3 separate regions of the Mus musculus genome follow, and all the other regions are linked to region 3. A link is a contact called in public promoter capture Hi-C data. All regions are on one chromosome and are shown on one strand. Each heading gives the region's core, a stretch centred on a gene start, on an enhancer-like site or on the middle of the called end of the contact. The rest is flanking DNA. Distances are from core to core; before and after follow the strand shown. Region 1 holds the start of Tmem30a (transmembrane protein 30A). Region 2 holds the start of Cox7a2 (cytochrome c oxidase subunit 7A2). Region 3 holds the start of Mei4 (meiotic double-stranded break formation protein 4).

What was found. Promoter capture Hi-C pulls out the DNA fragments that hold promoters and counts their contacts.
Region 1: a contact with region 3 is called in a promoter capture Hi-C map of embryonic stem cells, with 5 times the contacts expected there. The contact joins the promoter of Tmem30a here to the promoter of Mei4 in region 3. A contact is called at or near these places in 1 of 39 promoter capture datasets (embryonic stem cells) and 1 of 115 datasets of contacts at active chromatin or transcription factors (astrocytes).
Region 2: a promoter capture Hi-C map of pre-B cells shows a contact between it and region 3. The contact joins the promoter of Cox7a2 here to the promoter of Mei4 in region 3.

Annotation. Positions count from the first base shown.
Region 1 is chr9:79,792,040-79,796,620 of GRCm38.p6, reverse strand. It overlaps Tmem30a (transmembrane protein 30A), which reads left to right and starts at 3,191. Exons shown (of 7, transcript NM_133718.4): 1 at 3,191-3,647. The coding sequence starts at 3,411. 4930429F24Rik (RIKEN cDNA 4930429F24 gene) reads right to left here and starts at 2,980. Exons shown (of 3, transcript NR_040734.1): 1 at 2,756-2,980; 2 at 736-881.
Region 2 is chr9:79,756,789-79,761,121 of GRCm38.p6, reverse strand. It overlaps Cox7a2 (cytochrome c oxidase subunit 7A2), which reads left to right and starts at 1,269. Exons shown (of 4, transcript NM_009945.3): 1 at 1,269-1,482; 2 at 2,543-2,632. The coding sequence starts at 1,465. It also overlaps the pseudogene Gm51685.
Region 3 is chr9:81,861,036-81,865,720 of GRCm38.p6, reverse strand. It overlaps Mei4 (meiotic double-stranded break formation protein 4), which reads right to left and starts at 2,051. Exons shown (of 5, transcript NM_175213.4): 1 at 1,804-2,051.

The sequences.
Region 1 (4,581 bases), core at 1,942-4,441, 2.1 Mb after region 3:
TAATAAGCACTCTACGGGAAAACCAGGGAAAGGGTTTCTTTTGTTTGTTTTTGTTCTTATTTTTAAGTCAAGATTCCATGCAGTCAGGCTGACGTTGGTTTCCTGCCCCTGCCTCTCAAGTGCTGGATTTTTGAGTGTGCATCATCATGACCAGCTACCGAGGAGGTTTGCTTGTTTTTTGTTTTTATTTTTCCAGGCAGGGTTTTTCTGTGTAGTCCTGGCTATCCTGAAAGACATAGGCTACCACCACTTGGCTAACAAAAGATTAATGTTTAATTTTTTTAGTTTTAAAACCCAGTTTAGATGACTCTCTGGTGTAATAAATAATTTAGGAGACTAAATGTATCACACAAAGTCTACATGGCCCTTCTAAAAATCATTAGGTGTGCCTTAAATATTATTCCACTGAAGTCTCTAACTGAATGGGAGTGGAACAAAAGGATACTGAAAAGTATTCAAATTATTAAGGACTTTCTCTCAGCACATCTTAATCCCAGAACTCAGGAGATTGAGGCAGATTAATCTCTGAATTTTTAGAGCCTGATCCACAGAGTTTCAGGACAGCCAGGGCTACACAAAGAAACTACGTCTTGGGTGAGGGTATGTTCTAAGAACTGTGGCTCTCAGGTTTAACTTTCCTAGGCAATATTAAGCTGTAGACTCAAACAAACCCTTGGGTATGCTTAGATGATAGAGAACTAAAGCAGCTTGAGGTACTGAAGGAGCCTGACATACAAACCTGTGTGAACTTTGGCCAAATAGTAAAACAACTGTTTTAGGTTTCTTTTCTCCATTCCTTAATTTATCAAAGTTCTTCTTCTTCTCCTTCTCCTTCTCCTTCTTCTTCCTTTCTGACATAGTGGCATAATGTAGTAACTGAACTAAAAAATGAAAACTATATGAAACATACATTTCAGATTATTGATCTGATAGCATTAAGAAATGTCACACAAGGCTGGGTGTGGTGGTGCACACCTTTAATCCCAGCACTCAGGAGGCAGAGGCAGGCAGATTTCTGAGTTCGAGGCCAGCCTGGTCTACAGAGTAAGTTCCAGGACAGCCAGGGCTACACAGAGAAAACCTGTCTCGAAAAACAAAAACAAAAACAAATAAACAAACAAACAAAAAGGATACCTTTTGAGACAAGGACTTATTGTGTAGCTCTGGCTGTCCTGGAATTCACATAGACCAGACTGGCCTTGAATTCACAGAAATCTGTCTGCCTCCGCCTCTGGAGTGCTGGGAGGAAATGTGTGTAATCATCACCCAGTCCCCAGTGAAGTTTTTAGTAAAACTGAGACAGTTAATCTTTGCTCTGAGCAAACCAAAGGAAACAGGAAGTAGGTAAGCACACCAAGAACCATCAGATCACTGCTCCTGCAACAACAGCAACAAAGCTTTAAAGCAAACTAAGGTGTCTTGCAGCATCCTGGAGAGGTCCCAGAAACTTGTGGATACAACCTCAGGTGCTCAAATCTCTTATACAAAATGCAGCTCTTGTAAATGACCTATGTATCTCCCCCACACCCTTCAAACTGTCTCCTGATTATATTATTTATACTGCTTAGTACAATGGAAATAACCACTTAAAAGATAATGATGAGAAATTGTCTCCGTGTTTACTAGCTCAGAAGCAATTTTTTCCCCTGAATATTTTCAATTGTATGTTGAAGGTTCAGTTGTAGCACTATTTAAACCGAGTTCTAGAGTAGAAATAAAGGAACTAACACATCTAACTGTGATAATCTAAACAGGAGTGGGGAAAAAGAAAGAAAAAGGACTCCATGATTATCCCCAACACTGTGATGAACATTTTACCCAACAGAACGTTTAAGACAACAGGCTAAGCCTCTCTATGACAGACTCTTTTCCATTTGAATGGGGTTGAAGGTAAACTTAGGCTGCTAAAGCAAGATACAAACCTAAGGATTCTAGAGGCCTTAAGAATTTGAGATCAGCTAGGCTGTGGTGGCCCAGGCCTTTAATTACAACACCCAGGAGGCAAGAGGATTTATACAAGTTTGAGGGGAGCCTGGTCTACACAGAGAAACCCTGTCTGGAAAACCCGGGGCCGGGAAATCCAAGATCACAGAAGAACATACTGGAGCAAGTCAAAACTGTAGACAAAGACTTTTTAAAAGTAGGTACTGTCAGATAGTCTGGATTTCAAACACAATTTCAAAATGTAGATGCTATATAATCATTTTTTTTGTAAATTTGCAAAATTACACACTTATAAAAGAAAATTTGTAAAATATAGAAAAGAAAAAATCCTGCCTACAGTCAATCAATGGAGGTTAGCATCTTACGCTTTATAGTTGAATTCTACACTTTGTATTCTCTGTACTGCTTTGGTGTCTTTGAGTTACTAATTATTGTTTATTTATTGAGACAGGTTCTCTATGGATTTCCTGCTGGCCTCTTAAGTAGCTCAGACTGGCCTTGTAATTTCAATTACTCTGCCTTTACCTTTCAAGGGCTGACATTACACATAGTCTCAACGAGAATTTCCTTGGCAGGTTAAAACTAATACCCCTTTTTAAACAAGTGGTATTATGTTCTGGTTTTTGATTACCAAGTTTAAAAAAAAAGAATCACTGTCATGTTTTACAATAACCTTCCCAAACCAATGTGAAGTAGACAGAAAAATAAATGAAAATCGATCAGAAGCGAGGGATTAGGGCTAAACTAGGTTGCATCATCATCATCATCATCATTATTATTATTATTATATCAAATGGGTCGCATGTTATACCTCACTTAAATTCATAGAGGCACACTGAGTGGCGAGTTAAAATTCAATAGGGATCTGCATCCTTTTAAACATGTGGACTCCAGGACGCTACAACTCCCTTCAGAAGAGGCGTAGGCGTCATAAGAAAAGTCAACCCGGCGCCGAAATTACAGGTAGCCCAGGTCACCGAGTCCGACCTGACGGCTCCAGAAGTCTCCATGATAACCACAACAGGAAGTGTGCGCCAACAGAAGCGTCCTCCCGGGGAAGCGAAGACGCTACCGTCCTAGTGCGCAGACGTCGCTCCGGGCCGCGCATGCGCTCACGTAGCCGCGCGCCCGGCCTAAAGCCCTCACTTTGTCGTCACAGGGCAGATGATCAGGGTGCGTCCGTCTTTTTCCTCCCCCTTCCATCCTCCTCCCCCTCCCCTCCCCTCGTCCCTCAATCATCTCCCCATTTCCTCTCTCTCCCTCCCTGGGGCGTCTCCTAAAGACGCCCGCTTCCGGTCAGCGGCCGGCCGCAGAAGCGTGTCCCGCCTCTTCCGCCTCCCCGGTGGCGGCGCGGGTGGCGGAGGCGGTAGCGGCAGCGGTGACTGCGCGTCTCCTGTCAGGGTCGGCGGCACGCAAGTCCCCTGGGCGGCCCAGCTGGACGTGGCCGAGCCGAAGCCCGGGGGCCGATGGCGATGAACTATAGCGCGAAGGATGAGGTGGACGGCGGGCCCGCGGGTCCTCCCGGGGGCGCCGCCAAGACCCGGAGGCCGGATAACACGGCCTTCAAACAGCAACGGCTACCCGCCTGGCAGCCCATCCTCACGGCCGGCACGGTGCTGCCCACCTTCTTCATCATCGGCCTCATCTTCATCCCCATCGGCATCGGCATCTTCGTCACCTCCAACAACATCCGTGAGATCGAGGTGAGGGAGGGGCGTGGCAGTGATCCCCCGGCTCCCAGAAGGTGACAGGCGGGCCCCGCCCTCTGGTGCCTTCTCGGTTTCTTCTGTGGCTTTTCTGAGTTTGCAGTTTTGTGGGCTCGCTTCCTTTGGCTCTCGGTTTACCTGGCTGGAAATGGAATGAATACAGCTAGAATGTCGGGTGGACGAGACTTTTTTTGGAGGCGCTTTGCGTGGGTTTCCGAGAGGTAGAGTGAATGTCTTTTAGGAGGAGATAAGAGGAAAAAGAGTTAGATTTACGTGTTTAACTCTGAGGCAACTCACAGGGGCAGACTGTTGTTATTTGGGCGGGGGTTATTCTGGGACACAGAGATTAACAAATTGGTTGGGTGTAGGACCCGGAGTCAATAAAGGTATTGATTCTTCTGTGAAGAAATTAAGTCATACAGAGCGCACACAAGTAACTTTGATTTTGAGCTAATTAGATATTTTTAGTTGTTGGCCACGATATAGTTAAAGGCATGAAACTTCAGTTCTGGTTTGTTTTTAGGCGGTATTCATTTCTAATTATGCCCCACAGTGGTCCTAATTCCTCCTGCTTGATTTTTAAAATATGCATATCAATGATTCCACACGAAATAAGTTGGAAACTAGCTATAAACGATTTCACTGGCATTACTTTTTTTTTTTTGGAATATCCTACTTAGATGTGATAGAAACACTCTACTGAGGGAAACATTTTGATTTGTGTTGGTGCAGTAATCACTGCATTTTTATCCGTCCGCATCAGTAAAGATGGGTTTATAGCAGGATGTGAGTACTGTGTGGCGGACAGTATTGGACGTCCACAAGTCCTCCATCAAATTAAGGGAGTTTTCATCTGTTTGAACTGGCAAGATCGATGTTGAGTAACCTTGCTTTCTTCTGTTGTAAAGATATATTTTTGTGTACTTAATTT
Region 2 (4,333 bases), core at 20-2,519, 2.1 Mb after region 3:
GGTTGTGAGCCACCATGTGGTTGCTGGGATTTGAACTTAGGACCTTCAGAAGAGCAGTCAGCGCTCTTACCCGTTGAGCCATCTCACCAGCCCCCCTAGTAGGCCCATTTTTATTAGTGTTAGGGGAATGGTAAGTATACAGTCGGTTCTGGGAAAACTTATATCCTGTGGTGAAACAGCGACAGCAGCACAAACTTTAACGAATTCCAATTACAGACAATAAATGTAAAAAACAAAACAAAAAAAAAAAAAAAACAAAACTCCCCATCCCCAGCTGTTGGTAATTATGCTCGATGGTACATTGAATAATTAAGAGGTGGTAGAAAAAAAGTCAGTTATAATGGGTGTTTATAAACTTGGTAAGGAAGAAAATTTAGACTGTGTTGGGGGTACAGTAGGTTATGAAGAAAAAAGTACCCCAAGATTTGAAGGAATTAAGCATTACCAGTTTTTATTCACGCAACACTGTGGAACCCGTTTATCATTAGCTTTTACCTGAAATGGCAATGAAGTCGTTTCTGAGTTTGCAAAAGGGTGGAAAGACATTTGTATTGTTGAGTAGATTATTTTTACTTGTACATTAGTGTGCAGAAGAATAAAGGCAGTTGTAAGGAGGAATAGTTATGCAAGACTGATGCAAAATGCTAACAGCCTATCTGTAAAATACGCGCACTTCTGACAGCTCCATCCAGGAGTGAAATGTGCTGCGGATCTGAGAAAGCACGACACAGTCGATATTTGTGTTGAACGTGGATTTAAAAATGTATTCCCCTCTTTTCAGCGTTTTCCCAGACTCAATAACGAAGTCAGCCAGTTCCAGTCTGGGGACACAGGAAGAGCTTCCAGCACAAGGAGTTTAGCAGAAGATCCACAGGTTGGCATACCTGTGGATGCCAACATCGGTCGTTCCTATATGATCTCAGCACAAAGACTAACGCCTCCCACTTTCATCTGTGGAAGACAAACCCTAAAACTGGACTCTATCCGTATTAAGAGGAGCTTTTGAATATTTAAGCTTGTACGACGTAGCTTTGACATCCATTGTTCCTTCAGACTGTAAACAATGGCTCAAAGCCTTCTCACAAGACAAGCTACTTTCCGGGTAGTCTGGTTGTCCACTGACTTCACCAGAGCGTATGAAGAGGGCTGCAAGACTTCACGCCTCTCCATTGCGGGTGGCGTTTGCTTTCCATTGTGATTCTGGGTCCGGCGGCAGGCGCGGCAGGGCGGAGCCAAGTGGTAAGGATAGCTTCGGAGGTCCGGAGGCTAGACGGGCCGCTGCGAGAAGTCGCTCTGGCTCGCCTTCCGCTCTCTATGGTCGGGAGCGCGAGCCCCTCCTCTTCCCGGAACGAGCCCTCTTGCTCGACGCGCGCGCAGCGCTAGGAGGGAGTTCCGTTTCCGGTCTGGTGGCTTTCGATTTTTGGCGTTCAGTAGTCGCGGTTGGTGGGTAACAACCGAGCCAAGATGTTGCGGAATCTGCTGGTAGGTAGCTTTGGGGGTTTGGCTGGTACTGGAGTGTCGGGGCGGAGGGTCAGGCATCCTGACAGAAAGGCGTGCTGGAAATGTGGCAGAAGACAGCAGCCGGAGTCACCTTGGCCGCGCGTCCTTTTCCCTGACCTTCCGTCCACTCGCCCCTGGCTGTTTCTGGGTAGTCGTAGAGGGAAGAGCAGGATCGCATTTGGTTCTTGGTCACTACAGCTTACCGTTGCTTATGGCTATGACTGTAGCTCTGACGTAGGCTCCAGTGGGGGGATCTTGGACACCTGGAAAACCTAGGTGGAAGGTGGCTTTTTGTTGTCATTTTGTTTTGTATCATAGTGAAAAGATAAAATTTTACCTGATTCAAAGAAGTAAGCCAAAGAACTAAATTGTACAGTTTTAGTTGGGATTTAATGGGTTTCATGATTGAAGTGTAATGACGATTCAGAATTACCTTTAACACTTGGTGAATATTTCTCCAAAATTTAAAAAGGTGTGTTTTGATTTTATTTTGTAATCGTTTAACACAATTAAGACTTAACACCAATTACATTTTTCTTAGATGTCCAGGAGTGTTCTAGCATGTGCCCTCCACTGCAAAGTAATTTTTCAGTGCCTTGGCTATCCTGGAACTAAATCTGTAGACTAGCATGGCCTCTGCCTCCCTAGTGCTGCGATTAAAGTCTTGAGCCTCCACTACCCTGCCAGGAATAGATTTTTGACATAGGCAAATATTAAATGAAAATGTTAGAACTTATAAGATGTCTATATCATTTATTTTTCTGTATATCAGCATGTTTTGTTCTATAAAATACTACTGATTAATTTCAGGCACAGGTTATATATAGGTCATGGTTTCTGAAGACTATGATATGTAACATGAAGCACAGAGCAGAGAATAGACAACATGTAGAAAATCTGGATGCTAGTCTTGGATAGTACTGACAAGTTCGATAATGCTTTAAATCTCAGCTTCCTTTCAGTGTGAAGGGTTGGAAGTTGCCTTTACAGGTTTCTTTGGACTCTTAGGTCTTGTTCGATGCATGTGAATTTTCTGTTTCAGGCCCTTCGTCAGATTGCCCAGAGGACCATCAGCACCACTTCACGAAGGCATTTTGAAAACAAGGTTCCAGAGAAACAAAAGCTGTTTCAGGTACTGAAGTGTTCTATGTGATTGTTAATTGTAACAGAGCTGGCACGGTAGAGTAAGTCCAGAGGATCTGCTTCTTAGAGGCTCTCAAGGTTTTTTTTTTTTTTTTTTTTTTTTTTTTATCGTAAGGAGGATTATTTGCTGTGTCTAAGAGGTGCTCAGGGAGGTGGGAAAAATGCAGAAGCCAGTGAATTGTGTGTGTGATTTGATGAATTGGTAATCTTTGGGGGAATAATTGCATAAACCATAAAAAAGAGTCCAGAAACAAAAAATAAGCAGGAATTGTTACAGGGTGTAGCATACCTGCAGGGAAGAGTACAGTAAATAATTTTAAGTGGGGAAGGCTTCTAAGGAAACATCAAAAGACACCCCCCCCCCCCAGGAGAACAACCAAGATCTAAAAATACACGCTTTATTGCTGAAGGAGAAGAAACAGATGTGCAGCTTAGGTATGGTTGTGTCACTGGTACTCAAAGAATTGCAGATTTGTAAGAAATGTATGATCTCACTATAGCTGTCAGGGCGCGAGATGAAGATTTCTGTGGAATGTGGCAGGCATTGCAGTTCTGACTGACACTTAGTTAGCCTTGTATTCTGCTCCTGCCCTAACTCCTGCATCCTAGCTAGTGGATTGGAAGCTGCAGAGGTTTGGAGAATGCCATTTCATGGGGACAGAATATGATTTCTCTGGCTATCGAGATGGAGGACCACTGCTGGCCCCATGCACTGGTGGAACAGAAGTTCTGCCATGTGCTCTTGCCTTCAAAGCTATGAAGCCCCTTTCTGGACACAAATTTTTTATATACCAGCTTGACCGTGTCAGTGTCACCAAGAGATGGTTGTGACCCTGTCATTATCTTTTCGGTTTTGTAGATTTAAGGCTATTCTGCCCTGACTTTAAATGTTCTTAGAATCAAAAAAACAAACAAACAAAAAAACCAAAACTGTAGCTTCTCTGGCAGTTATTGGAGCAGTCTTTTCAGAGCAAACAGAAATGAGTGGTAACCTCACTCCTTGCCATATAAGTAGAAATATTTAAAATAGAATGTTTGCCAGGTATGGGAGAAAGATAGCATCAGTCACAGGCTTTTTACAAGCTGAGCAGTGTATGCATTAGAGACAGAAGTTTAGCTGGTACTGGAAATACTGTAAACAAGTCTATTAGTTAAGAAGCCTTCTCTCAGATACTTGTGTAGACTCTGTGCATGAGCATAAGGAACTTGAAAAAGGATTTTAACCCAACCTATAAATTATTGGAGGGTTGAGTAATGTAGTTCAGACATTCTTTTTTTCCCGATAGAATATTATGTACTCATTGAAGAGAGAATTAAAACAGAGTATAAATGTCTAACATCATTACATAGCACAGTGCCGTTTTGTATATTAGTACATATAAGGTAAAAGAATTGGTAAATAATAAGCATTAACAGTAGAGATGTATGCCATAACTGTTTTGGGTGGTATGTCTTGAAGAGAGGCCCTGCAGATTGGAACAGTTTTATTGTGCTGTATAATTTTTCCCTATGCAAAATTTCAAGTAGTAAAGTATTATATATGCTACATAAAAACAAGATTCTTAAGTGGATATAAGATGATAGACTAGTAGCCTGGCGTGGTGGCTCACACCTTTAATTCTAGTACTCAGGAGGCAGAAGCAGGCGAATTTCTGAGTTTGAGGCCAGCCTGGTCTACAAAGTGAGTTCC
Region 3 (4,685 bases), core at 802-3,301:
GAACTAAAACTGTCTAGGAGAGCAAAGCATACTAGTGAGAGGGGGCAGGACATGAAAAGGAACAGTAAAGAGGTATGAAGTGAAGTGTGCTTAGATAAAATGTACATTTACAAAATCTTTAAAATTATTAGATTTTTTTAAAGGGGAGTTTTCAATACTCCCACAGTACCTGAGTGTTCTTGCCATTGTTACAAGTGACAAAACTGACAAATCCTCAATGCTATTTCTTCCCGTTGCTGTAGCTGACACTCTAAACCTATTCTTAAAACACTTAGTGATGCTGCCCTGATTACATCCCAGTGTCTAAAAACGTACCTACTTTCTCTTCAGCACATTAACATCTTCTGTCTTTATAACCCTTTAGCTTTCTAAATCTCAAATCCTTCAAAACATTATGCACAATACAATCATTAAGTATGTTTATCTCACGAATGCTTCAAATGATTTGGGTTAATATGCCTATTAAATTGGCGCTGTGACTTTTGGCTTCAAGTATTTTCATACAGCAGAACTTAACATATACCTGCCATTCACATATATCATGAAACCTAGAATACACTAGACTTCTAATTTCTTTGATATAATAAACCATGGGATAAATTAATACTATGTTTTTAACAAGAATTCCATAATATTGGTTTCAAATATCTGATTCCAAACATTGCTACTTTCATGAAAAAAAAAATTTTAAAAAAATACTCAGTCACAAATCTGTGCTCCTGGTCTTCATGTCCAAATTTTACGACTGAATTGTAAATTTTGTGGTTTACTGACATATACAAAGACATTGTGTTTAACCTAAGGCCCTCACAGAAGCTGTAAGCTATAACAATGGAAAGTAAAATAGTGGATGTCAATTTGTGAATGTCATTACTGTAGTCACAAGATATACCAAAAATCATATAATTCTAAGCAGGAAAAAGTAATATAAACAAGCCAAAATTGATCAGAATGTATGTAATGAATTTGATAAAAAGTTTGCTAATTGGAAGTAACCTGATATATTCAGACTTGGTGGTTCACATTTTAATCCCAGCATTTGCAAGTCTGAGGCATACATATTGCCATTAGTCTTGAGAGCAGGAGGCAAGGCCATCCTACAAAGTGAAACCTTGTCTCAAAAATCCAAAAGATACAGAAAAAAAAATAATAAATTCCAGTTGATGAAGAATCCAAGTTATGAAATTCTTATGAATTTCATATTTATATTCTGTGAATATCGACATACTAATGTATTTTCTGTGGTTCCTGGTGGGACTTTAATCCTCTAAATATGTAATTGCAGACTATAAAGCTATTCAAGGCTTTATTTAATTCACTTCAAATTATTGACTTTCTGCTACTTTGGACATTCCAGATTCACCAAACCCTCACTGGCTTCTTCCTCCGTAATGGAGACTCCACTTCTGGCCCTGCTCCTCTGATCTGTTGCATATCTCACCACAACCTAGCTCTTCCAAGAATGATTTTTATCTCTACCTCATGTACCAGCACATGCTTGTCAGATCCCAAGAAAACCGCACCCGTCCCACTTTTAACACCCCCAACACTTTCTGCAGTTCCTCTGGGTGTGTACTTGCTCAATAAAAGATCAGATCAACAAGTGCCTACGGTCCCCCAAAACCACCCTTTCCTCCAGGAAACCTCAGAAGCCACCTCTAGAGTGAAGGCAGGCTTGCACAGACTCTAAGGTGTAGAACACACCACAGAACACACGCTTTGCCCGCCCAAGTTTCTGAGGCTCCAGGCGCGACCTACTTATCAGGTAAAGAAATGCCCCTCCCCACGCGTGAGGCGACCTACCTCCGCAAAGGGCGCGACAAGGAACCCCAAGCCACAGCACCTGAGAGCGTGCGCTGCTTGAGGGGACCCGGGGCCCGAGAGTACAGAGAGCAGGCAGATGCTACACAAGCCTGGGGTTCCTGAGAAGGAAGGACGCCCTCAGGCGGCGGGGGAAGCTCGGGGGCCAGTATTCCCGGCCATGCACGCTGATGCAAGCGCAGCCCGCAGGTAGGCGCCAGAGCCCAGAGCGCCACTCCTCCCGGCTTTCTTCCAGTGCCAATCAAGAGGGAGGCCCGCGGAGACCACAAGTCCCAGAAGCCTCTGCGCCACTCTCCTCGGAGGGGCTTGGGAGGGGCTCCGGCGGGCTCGGGCGGGCTCGGCGAGGAGCGGTTAGCCGGTTTGGCTGGACTAGGCAGGTGTTTCCTGCATCTTCCTTTCTTCTGCAAAATAGTTCAAAATAGTCTAGGACTGCCTGCAGCTCCTCTCCTGAAAGGCTGATTTGGTTTCTAAGGAGAGACTCACGGGGCTTGAAAAAAAGGAAAAGTTTCAGGAAAGCTTCTGTTGTGCCAACTCCTGTCCTACATGGGAACAGTCGGGAAAACAGATTCTTTGGGTTCATTTGTTGGCTTGTTTCCAAAGATGGTTTTAAAATCTTTGCTTCCTGCGGGAGGAAGCGCTATGTTTCTCATTTGTCCACCTGTCATATCTTCATCTAGGATTTTAAGTAATTTTTTGCCTCACGTACTGAAATTTCTCAGAAATTAAAATGCAAAGGAGATTCTAAGCATTCGGAAGTCACTTATGTAGACTTTACTAACAATGTGCTAATTTGCTAATAGTTAAAGGTTTCAACAATTGTATAGGATAAATTACCAAATATTATATCTGGGGGGTCTGCACAGCTCATTCTCCTACGTAAATGACCCTTTATTAAGGCAAGTGCTTGCATCTAGTCAGTTATTGCAAATGTCTTGGAAATGTTAAGCTTCATTGTTCTATCCATGTGTTTAAGAAAGTCAATAATTTTAACTATAATGTAATTTAATATAGCTTTCGTTAATCTTGCAACGGTGCTTTCATGCAAACTAAACTCGGGTTATTGTGACTGCTAAGGTGATGAACACTGTGAGTGCTCTACTGTGCTCACTGCTCTTCTTTGAGTAATGTAAAATCAAACCATCCAAGTTCATTTCAAGATAATGAACAGTCAAGTAGGAGTGATGTAGAAAAGTTGTGTTTGCGTTGATAAATAGTATGATATTCTATTTCAATTCCCCTCATACATTTATTGAGAAAATTGAGCTGTTACGTGCCAGTTACAGCCTTGATTACTGGTCAAGACCTGATTACAACTCCATACAAGACAGAGCACTCAGTCTAATAGTTAAAACAAATGGGTAGCAATTACCAAATACAGCACAGCCACTGAAATCCTGAACGAAAGCCCAGAGGTAGTTTTAACTATTTACCACCTAAATGTAAAGACCTAATGATTTCAACAACCTCAATAGTTTTCTTTGAACATCTTCAGATGGTTAAAGATGCTTTAGAATACATAGCAGAAAAAGAAACGTTTTAAGAAAATTATACAAGTTTTTGACTCACTCAAGACTAATGAAACACAAAGTGATCAATCAAATACATGCTCTTTGAATAAAGTAATGGACTCTATTTATGTTTTACATTTAATTCTGAGTGATTTTAGAGTCATTTTTAATGTCACAGTCTGTCGATGGGACTGTGACTAACCCATTTTTCTAAGAATATGTACAGATATCCTTTATAGATAAAGATATGTATAAGGTTAAATGACAAGCTTTATGGAAAGTGAAGAAACAGGCATACACATAATAAGCAAGCAAAGTACAGAGAAAGAAACCCCACAAATTTGAAGAAGACCTTCATACTAGGATCTGATTTTCATCCATAGAGCTGGGTTTTGGTGACCTGAGATAGTTCCCCCTTCTCTCATTTCATGGTGGTCAGCTTAGGAAAAAAAAAGGGGGGGGGCTGATAATTGCCCCAAAGATTCAGATAATCATGTTCAGGGACAGTCTTGACCTTATCTGAACACCTTCAACATATCAATCAAGAGTGGAGAGGGTGTCACTGCCAAGTGTGAAAGTATGAAAGAAACCGGAAATTTGTCTTTCTATTACTGACTGGTAGTCCCTTTTCTCATCTGTCTGTCTACCAAGGACCTCTGGCTCCTTGGTCTCAGCATCTTTCTATAAATTTGGAGTATTGAAATAAAACGAAAGGAAAAGATCTTCACAAAATGTATAATCTTAGATGCTGAATCTACTACCTTATTGATAGTTAAAATCCACTATAGAGTAAACTGAGTTCAAAATATAGTCAACGCACTGCTGTGATGTCTCAGCAGGTAAATGCATTTGCCTCTAAGTCTGACAACCTAAGGCGCCGTCTTCGGAAGCCACATGGGAGAAAGGAAGGATTGACAAACAGTTTATAGTATGTTATACTATACATTATAAAGAAAATAATAGGGCTGGTGAGATGGCTCAGTGGGTAAGAGCACCCGACTGCTCTTCCGAAGGTCCAGAGTTCAAATCCCAGCAACCACATGGTGGCTCACAACCATCTGTAACAAGATCTGACGCCCTCTTCTGGAGTGTCTGAGGACAGCTACAGTGTACTTACATATAATAAATAAATAAATCTTTAAAAAAAAAAAAAAAAGAAAGAAAATAATAAGCTGTCCTGTTAGAAAATCATGTTTTTATTTTATAAAAAAATATTAATGGCTCTTTTTTAATTCAAAAGTTCCAAAAACATTTATATAAATACTAATTATGAGTAAGAGAGAGCCATTGTTCTCAATGATTTTGCAGTCTAGTGAGAGTCAAATTTTACAACCAAGCATCATCAATAATATTTGA